Regions from separate parts of the Oryctolagus cuniculus genome. Here region 1 is linked to region 2. A link is a contact called in public Micro-C data. All regions are on one chromosome and are shown on one strand. Each heading gives the region's core, a stretch centred on a gene start, on an enhancer-like site or on the middle of the called end of the contact. The rest is flanking DNA. Distances are from core to core; before and after follow the strand shown. Region 1 holds the start of RIC1 (RIC1 homolog, RAB6A GEF complex partner 1). Region 2 holds the start of PLGRKT (plasminogen receptor with a C-terminal lysine).

Region 1 (4,185 bases), core at 1,163-3,662, 200 kb after region 2:
AGTAAGGGTTTTGGAAAGTCAGATATTTCATTTTTTATTTTTTCCCTTCTCAATATCCAGAGCAATTACCATAATTCAGTTCAGTCCAGTCTACAATCATTAGATCTGTAGAAGACCAGTTCTTTCCCACCCATGTGATTGTCAACACATCCCTCTCTCTGATCCTATCTCCTCAGTTAGAAAGCTAGAATAACAACACTATATCAGTGTTATCTACCTTGAGGGTTTGCTGTAGAACTAAATCAACTATGCATTTGAAATTAGTTTGTAAATTTTAAATGGTACAAAGTAGTGTGGCGGGGTAAATGGATTCCACAGGCAGCAGGTTAGAGTTCAGTTCAATACAAATTACTTAGAAGTTCCTGAAATTGTCCAAGAATGCACTAAGAAAGTCATGCCTAAGAGGTAGCTAAGAGGGGTTAAAGCTGTGGCGTAGGGGTTAAAGCTGCGCCTACAGTGCCAGCATCCTATATGAGTCCCTGCTGCTCTACCTCCTATCCAGCTCTCTATTCTGGCCTGGGAAAGCAGTGAAAGATGGCTCAAGTCCTTGGGCCCCTGCACCCACATGGGAGACCTGGAAGAAGCTCCTGGATCCAGGCTTCTGGCTTCGGATCAGCCCAGCTCCAGCCACTGCTGCCCTTTGGGAAATGAACCACCGGATGGACGACTTCTCTTTCTGCCCCTGGCTCTCTGTAACTCTGCCTTTCAAATAATATATATATACTATATATATGTATATAGTATATATATTTTTTCAACTTTTTTTTTGACAGGCAGAGTGGACAGTGAGAGAGAGAGACACAGAGAGAAAGGTCTTCCTTTGCCGTTGGTTCACTCCCCAATGGCCGCTGCCACCGCGCACCGCGCTGATCTTTTTTTTTTTTTAAGAGGTAGCTAAGAAAAGGAAGACCCAGCTGTGGGACAGACAATGCTAAGTTAAACTGCCAGAGAAACTGCTGCCTCTTTTTCATTTCCTCTCTTTCTCTGCCAAGTGCATAACTGAATTTGAGCAAAATGACAGTATAATGCAACTGTTATTATTCTACAATATTGCACTGCTAAGTCAAGAAACCTCTCTAGTCCTCTCTAATGCCATAGCTGAGCTGGATCAGAGTTCATCCACAGTTTCATCTGACAAATATTTTCAGAGTTCGCTATGCTTACTACGTTCCAGGCTGTTGTACTGGATGAGGCGGGCGAGGGGGAGGGGGACGGAGAAGGGGTAAACCAGGAGACACTGTCTGACCACAAGAGGCTGGCGAGTGGTGAAGCAATTCTTTGATCACCCTAGGGGAATGTAGCAAATATTTGGAACAATTATGGAAAGTTACATATTTTGTTATGAATACCAGCTGCAATGCTGTATCTGATACTGATTAAGTTACTTTGTTTCTTTTACTGCTTGCAGTTTTTGTTACTTTTTACACGAGTTAATTTTTTTTTCCGAAATTCTCTTAAATATTTTAATGGAAGTATACAAATATACAGAAAGATTCTAAGTGTACAAAAAAAGACAATGAGAAGCAAGTCTTTCTTCTATTCCAGACCCTCCTTTTGCATACCCTCTCGCCCTCAACACTGCCTAACTCTTATTCAGTTTATCACTTCGAAGCAAAGTTAGTTACTGTGCTCTCTGGGGCCCACAAGTTAAATACCAAACTACAGCTATCTCTAGTCTATGCCAGTTCGAAAATTAAGTCTTCTGCAGCACCTAACTCTACCGAGGGTAAAGAGACGCATCGGCCCTGCCACTGAGGTTCGCAGGTAAACAGATGACGGTAACGGAATTCAAAATATAGATTGTGCTAGTCCGAGAACCCCCGCAGGGCGTAGGACAGGACAGCACTTGCACGGTAGGTGGTTTATTTACAGATTATGAAGAAATGCCCCTCTAGGATGTAAGGTCCTTAAGAGCAGGAGCTGTAATACCCCGTTCTCTGCTGGCCGAGAACACAAAGGGCACTCCCTCTGTAAAGACCCCCCTCAGTAGAGGCCCCCAGAACCCAGGGCCGAGGCCGCGGCCGGTGGCTGAGTGGGAACACCAGCAGGAAGCATCACGTGACCAGCGCTCCCCACCTACCACCCCCGCCGGGGCCGGGCCCGCCCCCATCAGAGGCTCCACCAATCCGGAGGGGAAGTCGAATTTGGCCAGGCCAGACGAAGGGCACGTTCCTAGAGCCGAGTCGTCTAGCTGCAGCGCGGATCACCCGACTCGGCCCAGCCTCAGCCGCCAGCCGCCAGCCCCCAGCCCCTAAGGGCAAGCTCCAGCTCCCGGGTGGGAGGGCCAGAGCGGAAGGAGCGGGGCTACAGCGCATGCGTACTGACGCAGCGTGGTAGCCGTCGGGAAGATTAGGGCGGAGCTTCAGAAAACAGCGAGGGGGAAGGGTGAAGTCTCCAGGGCGCGCGCGCGCGCCTCAGGCCTGCCCGGCTCGACCCACGCGGCGCGGCGTGGTGACGCCTGCGCTGCCCGAGGAAGGGGCGGGGCCGGGGCGGGCCTCCGCGCTCCTCCCGCCCTCTCTCTGTCCGGACTCTCCCTCCCCTTCCCTCCCCCACACTCGGCCCCGTCAGCTCGGGGGTGCTTTCGTCGCGTAGCGTCTCGTCTGCCCGGCCCGGCCAGGCCAGCGGGCAAATGCCCCGAGCTGCCGCGGCCGCCGCCGCCGACTCGGCCGGTGGCGGTGTGGGAGGCAGGCGACCAGCCCGGGGCCGCTGAGTGTGACAGACGGGGCCGGGGGCCGCTAGGCGCCCCGGCGTCGGTGGCTCTGCGCGGATCATGTATTTCCTGAGCGGCTGGCCCAAGAGGCTGCTTTGCCCTCTGGGGAGCCCGGCCGAGGCGCCTTTCCACGTTCAGTCCGACCCGCAGAGGGCTTTCTTCGCGGTGCTGGCCCCGGCCCGCCTCAGCATCTGGTACAGCCGAGTAAGTAGAGCCGCCCTCCGTCTCTCGTGCTCCTTGCCCGGCGTCCAGCCCTCAACTTCCACCCAGAGCCCCCTGCCCCCTGCCCTTAAGCGCCGGCCCCACTCGCCCTCCTCGTCCGCGTCCTCATTCCACAGATGTGGTTGCATGTACCCGCCCGGCTCCGCGCACGTTCTCCTGCCAGGGCTCGGGATGGGTGAAGTCGCTGTTGCCGAAAATCCCTGCGCCTCCCCGCGTTGGACCGACAGCCGCGCACCGTGCAGACCCCGCGCGCTCCCTCGATTGAACCCAGACGTGCTTCCCCCGCCACCACCCCCCCCCATCCACATTCCCCGAGGAGCAAATTTGTTTAAAACTTTCCACAATTGGAAGTCTCGCCGCTGCGGTGTCCTAACCCTCCCTTACTAAAGGTCGTTGTTTAGGAGTTGGGGGGAAGCCTGTTGGGCTTTACCGCGTGCCAGACTTCCCAGGCCTGTGATCACTTCTTTCTGGAAACTTAACAGCCAGAATTCTTTATTTATACTGAAGATCTGGTTCTTGAACTCCCTGCCTGCCCCCCAGCGTCCCTTCCCCTCTTTCAGGCTGGTCCTTTTCTGCTTTCGGACTCTGGAGAGAGCCGTAGTGGGGTGAGGAGGAGCGGAAGTAGAACTCCAGTCCGCGCGGCTCCCTGTTAAAACACCTGGAAATAATAAGAGTTGGGAAGCGTGTGGAAATGAGTTCTGGTTTTGCTTTGTATTTCATGACCGAGTATATGAGAAATGATTTGAAAAGTAGGCGGAGGATTGGATACCTGCTGCTCTATGCAAATGCTGCTATAGGTCTGTGTATGAAAACTACAGAATTATAGCTTAAAATACTTTTTTATCCCTCTCCAAAGACAGTACTAGTTGATCTCAGAGTGAAGCTCTTCTCTTTTCAAAGTTAATTTGATCATATGGAGATAGGTATGAGCTTTTCCTTGTTACATCCATGAGCAAAAATCAGATGCATTAGAACTCCTCAATCTCTATATGCTACTCCTGGAGTGCCTCTGATGCCCTTGACTGTCCTCATACAGAACCTTGGTAAAACTGGTGCTAGGATTTAGGTATTTCTCTGATTATCATAGTTGGACTATGAGCAACAGTTTTTTTGCCATTAAGTTTTGGCTGATCTAACTTTCATGCACACACACAAATAGGCTGTGAAGTGGTTGATACCACAATATTACCTCTGTCTGGTGCTCCCCTGCATGTTTGTGTATATATTGTATATCATTTGGTTCTTAAATGAAA
Region 2 (4,622 bases), core at 1,242-3,741:
CCCTGGAGTTACATGGGCCTCTGAGCCAGAGTTGGCTTCAAAACTGGGCACAGGAAACAAGACCACTTACTGGGGTGAAGTGGTACAGCCCTGAACAGGCCTGGGAAGTCATGAGGTTTCTTGTCCCCGTCACCATTGTCCCACTCCAATGCCCTGTGCCCACAGTTCCAGGTCTCTCACTGAGCGGGTGGGGGTGGGGGCATCTAGCAGCTCTGCTGTTCCTCCAAGCATGGACGGCCCCAAGTAAGTCATCTCCAACAACATATCAACATGCCTCAAGACAGGAGCAATCTCTTCTACTTTAGAGTCTCCGCGGTGTCAAGTTCCCATAAACGTTTGCACGAAGCATGAGTAATACCAAAAAACTGGCTCAGGCCACCTGCCACTACTTACTTCTCTTCTGCACACAGGAGTTGGCGACTGAATGTTCACATCGGCTGCAAACAGTTATACAGAAAAGTGTCCTTGAGGTTTTTTCCACCATGCAGACCCGCTGTATGTCACAGAGCTGTGCCCATTAGGGTACTTTTTGTTTGAAGATCTGCCCTCAAGTGGAGCAGCAGTCCTCATGTCAATCATCTGGGGAAGAGGAACTGTCTGAAAAGTTAGGATTCGGACTCACCTTCTTTCAGGCCTTGCTGCCTTCAGTCTGTACTTGGAGTCTGGATATGTGGGGAGCCACTGCAGGTGGAAGGGTTAGCAGGAAGAAAAGTTTCCCTGTGGAAGACCACACCTGAAAATGAGAGCACCACACCTTGTAAACTTTGCCCTGGAGTTGAGTATGCTCACCTTTGTCTCCTTCTCTCACACCCAACAAAGCCATTTTCCAAAGTCTGGGAGTATTCCTTAAAGTGTCCAAAATACTCTCAACTTTCTCTCTCCTGGGCACAAAATATGTATCAGAAAATTAGCATCAGCAATCTTACAACAGGGATAATTTTGCTCATTTGTATAAAATAAAACTTTAAAAAGTTTGAACACTTAGGGCCAGCATTGTGGCTTAGCAGGTAAAGCTGTCGCCATGAAGCCAGCATTCCACCTGGATGCTTGTTCAGGCCCTGGCTGCTCCATTTCCGAACCAAACCAGCTCCCTGCTCATGCTCCTGGGAAAGTGGTGGAGGATGGCCCAAATGTTTGCACCCCTGCCAACTATGTGGGAGACACTGATGAAGCTCCTGGTTCCTGGCTTCAGCCTGGCCCAGCACTAGCTGTTGCAGCCATTTAGGGGATTAACCACCAGATGGAAGATCTCTCCCTTTCTCTCTCTAACTCTGATTTTCAAATAAATAAGTAAAATCTTTTAAAAACTTTTTTTGCATACTTTATCTCAGGTAACAGACTTCTTGCTGTTAATTAACCTAGACCCAGTGTGCCTCAGGGAGCTGAAAATGCTGACTTGGGTCCTTCTTGCCTCCATGTTGCCTTTGATTACTCCTGAGATCTTGAAAGGTCTCCTGGATGTAGCATCTTTGCCTTGTCTGTGCTATAGATTACTATGGAAAGGTGTACCAGGGGCATTTCACAAATTTCATGGGAAAATGAAATTAAAACGTAGGTTTCTCTTGGTGCAAAAAAAGGGTGAAATCCATGTGTAGGAGGATCTTTACAAAGTTCATGGAAAATATGTGCTAGGAAAAAACTACACATGGGTTTCACCTTTTCTTGCACCGAAATAGTTATCTCTTAATTCCATTTTCTCATGAAAGTTTTTGAAGTACCCTCATATTTCCGGGTACTTGGAGTTGGGGCTGCAAATTCAGACAGCCTTTCTCTGGTCTTTGATTTTACAGTACTTAAAATATAATAATTACTATGGCTTTTGCCATCCAGACTAATGTGCTGACTTATTTCCTGATCAGATGACACAGCGCCTTAATTTATGACAGGTCACATACAATCGTTTCAGTAAGGCCACTTCCCCCATGCAAATTCCAGTGCAAAGACCACAGCTTCCGGAAGATTTTCTGTAACTAACTCCACCCTCGATCTCTGGACTCAGTGGCAGTCATTCGGACATTCCATGCCTTGGTATGCTGAGTTGCCTTGTTACTCTTCTACCCACTTTCCCCAACCCGATGACAACAATCCAGAGATCGTGGGTTCACGTGACCCGAGGGTCTTCCGAAAGGACGGTGACAACTCCTATTAGCACTAGGGGCTGTTGCAGAGTCCAGGGCGGGCGCTCGTGAGCGGGCGCCCAGCGCGGTCTCGAAAGCCCGGCCCGGGAGCTCCCGCAGGCTGAAGTGCCCACGCGGACCCTCCCTCTCCTCCCTCCTGCGGCCGGCGCTCACTCACTGGGCAGCGGACAGAAGCACAGGGACAAGGTGATCACAGCAGAGGCCTCTTCCCCGGGCTCCTGTGAGGACCAGGCCTTGCGCCGCAGAGTCTCGGGATTGGCTGATCAAGACAGTGAATAACTGTCAATCAGCGTGTGCTTGGCTTCCTTAAAGGGCCCGCATGCTCGACAGAGGTCTGATATGTCCTTCCAGGCCAGGACGTGACGTAGGAGAGGCGGGTCAAAGAGGCAATTTCAAAACCACAGGGACTCAGCTGTCAGATTTTGAGGGGCTGCAGAGGAAGCCAAATGGAAGTGTCAAGTAAAGGCTTCAGTCTCTCCGTCTGTAAAATCACGTTAAAGTGACAGAAGGTTAAGACAGGAAGGCAAAGAGAGGACACGACCGTAGTTACTCATTCTCTGTTAAACAGTGACACCTTTCTCCTGCGCTGCTCTTAGGCTGTCCATGTCTTCTCTCACGGCCATCAGCAACTTTATCTCTGCCCCAGCCTCAGCGAGAGAGGCTTAAGGAGCTATTAGCGCTGCCTTGACTAACAAATGGTCTGGGAGAAGAGCATGGACTTCACGGCCTCTGGCCTTGAGGAAAGCCCCTGCCTTAGCCCTGGCTGACCACCATCTCAGTGAAGAAGGTGTCTGGTCCCTTCCAGGCTCAGCGTGGGAGAACAGCCCCCTACCTGCCAGGCTTGTCTTGATGCTGTCCCAGCACCAGCCCGCAGTATTCTGGGGGTTGGGTCCCCACATTCCAGGCCTTCATTGTTGAATGACTGAATGCAGAAATTGCAGCCGCATCCTGGTTTCCAGTTGTTGGAGTGGGTGTGTAGGTGGGGGTGGTTCCCAGGAGCAAAGCTATGAGGACCTTTTACTCTTTAAGGAAGGTTAATAACTGATAGGAGAAGTAAAGGATAGCATTTGAGTGCACAGAGCCTCATGTGAACACGTTGGATTCAATTTCCAGCTCTGACACTGTCACTCTGTGACTTTATCATGCCTGTAACAGAACTAAAGCCATCTAATGAATTGGATTGTGAGAACTAAGTAAGATATTTAAACACACAGCACAGTGTCTGGTACACAGTATTGAATAAACAGAGCGCTGTTACTAGCTCTAGGCCAGCAGGACAAGGGGGAGGGAGCAGTTATTAAAACTGGGTGAGAGGACGGCGCTGCGGCTCTCTAGGCTAATCCTCTGACTGCGGCACCAGCACACCGGGTTCTAGTCCCAGTCGGGGCACCGGATTCTGTCCCGGTTGCCCCTCTTCCAGTCCAGCTCTCTGCTGTGGCCCAGGAGTGCAGTGGAAGATGGCCCAAGTACTTGGGCCCTGCACCCCATGGGAGACCAGGAGAAGCACCTGGCTCCTGGCTTCGGATCAGCGTGGTGCACTGGCCTCAACACGCTGGCTGTGGCAGCCATTGGAGGGTGAACCAACAGAAAAAGGAAGACCTTTCTCTCTGTCTCTCTCTCTCTCTCACTGTCCACTCTGCCTGTCAAAAAAAAAAAAAAACTGGGTGAGAGCTGTGGCTATGGCTGTGGGAGACGGTCCCCCATAAGAGCCATGTCGTTCAGAACAGGAAAGATATCAATGCCAGCACTTGGCTGGGCAGGGTGAGAATCTATAATTGTAATACTGTTACACCTCAGCTCAAAGCTGGGACCAGAGGAGAAGAAAGACCAGCTCTTTGTTCTCCACCCTCATATACTCTGATATACTACAGGGGTCTTCCACTGACTGGATCTGCCAGGAAGTCAGAAGACAAGGAATCCAGGTGAATACAGTCTGTAGAGGTCGCCTCCAAGGCACCGTGCCTAGTGTGAAAAACAGAAAATATTCAGTATTTCAGTATACCATTTCTACAATACTGGATTCATCATTTCTGGAATCCTGGCTCATGAGGCAAAAATGCTTGGACTAGAGGATCCAGCCATGGTTCTATTGAATTAGAAACTGTACTGTCCTCTAGTCATTTTAGTTCCACACAATGATGGGGTTGCAGTGATTGGTTCCAATTACCAAAGAGGAATTGTGTTGCACATACACACTTAAAGCAAAGCAAACTAGGCATGACACACAGAGATTCACTGAGAACCTCCTAATATTCCCATAAGCATTAATAATGATCATTGGATAACTTCAGTAACCCAATAAAGTTAGAACCACTGGAGTTTAAGATTATGTAGAAACTGGAATTGCATCACAACACCAGATTTAAAAAACCAACCAAGCAACCAAGATGCACCAAGGTGCTAGCACAGGACATGGGAAACATAAGTGAATGAGTAGGAAGCTATGGTTGGATTTTCTCCGCGCCCTCTTTCTGTTGTATGAAG

Evidence for each region. A called contact is a pair of places that touch in the nucleus more often than the background predicts.
Region 1: a contact with region 2 is called in a Micro-C map of ear pinna, with 3 times the contacts expected there. The contact joins the promoter of RIC1 here to the promoter of PLGRKT in region 2. A contact is called at or near these places in 2 of 6 Hi-C or Micro-C datasets (ear pinna and an unstated tissue).

The regions. Positions count from the first base shown.
Region 1 is chr1:168,285,411-168,289,595 of mOryCun1.1, forward strand. RIC1 (RIC1 homolog, RAB6A GEF complex partner 1) reads left to right here and starts at 2,413. Exons shown (of 26, transcript XM_070051800.1): 1 at 2,413-2,914. The coding sequence starts at 2,771.
Region 2 is chr1:168,089,663-168,094,284 of mOryCun1.1, forward strand. It overlaps PLGRKT (plasminogen receptor with a C-terminal lysine), which reads right to left and starts at 2,492. Exons shown (of 6, transcript XM_070051771.1): 1 at 2,296-2,492; 2 at 394-733. The region is part of intron 1 of CD274 (CD274 molecule); the gene reads left to right.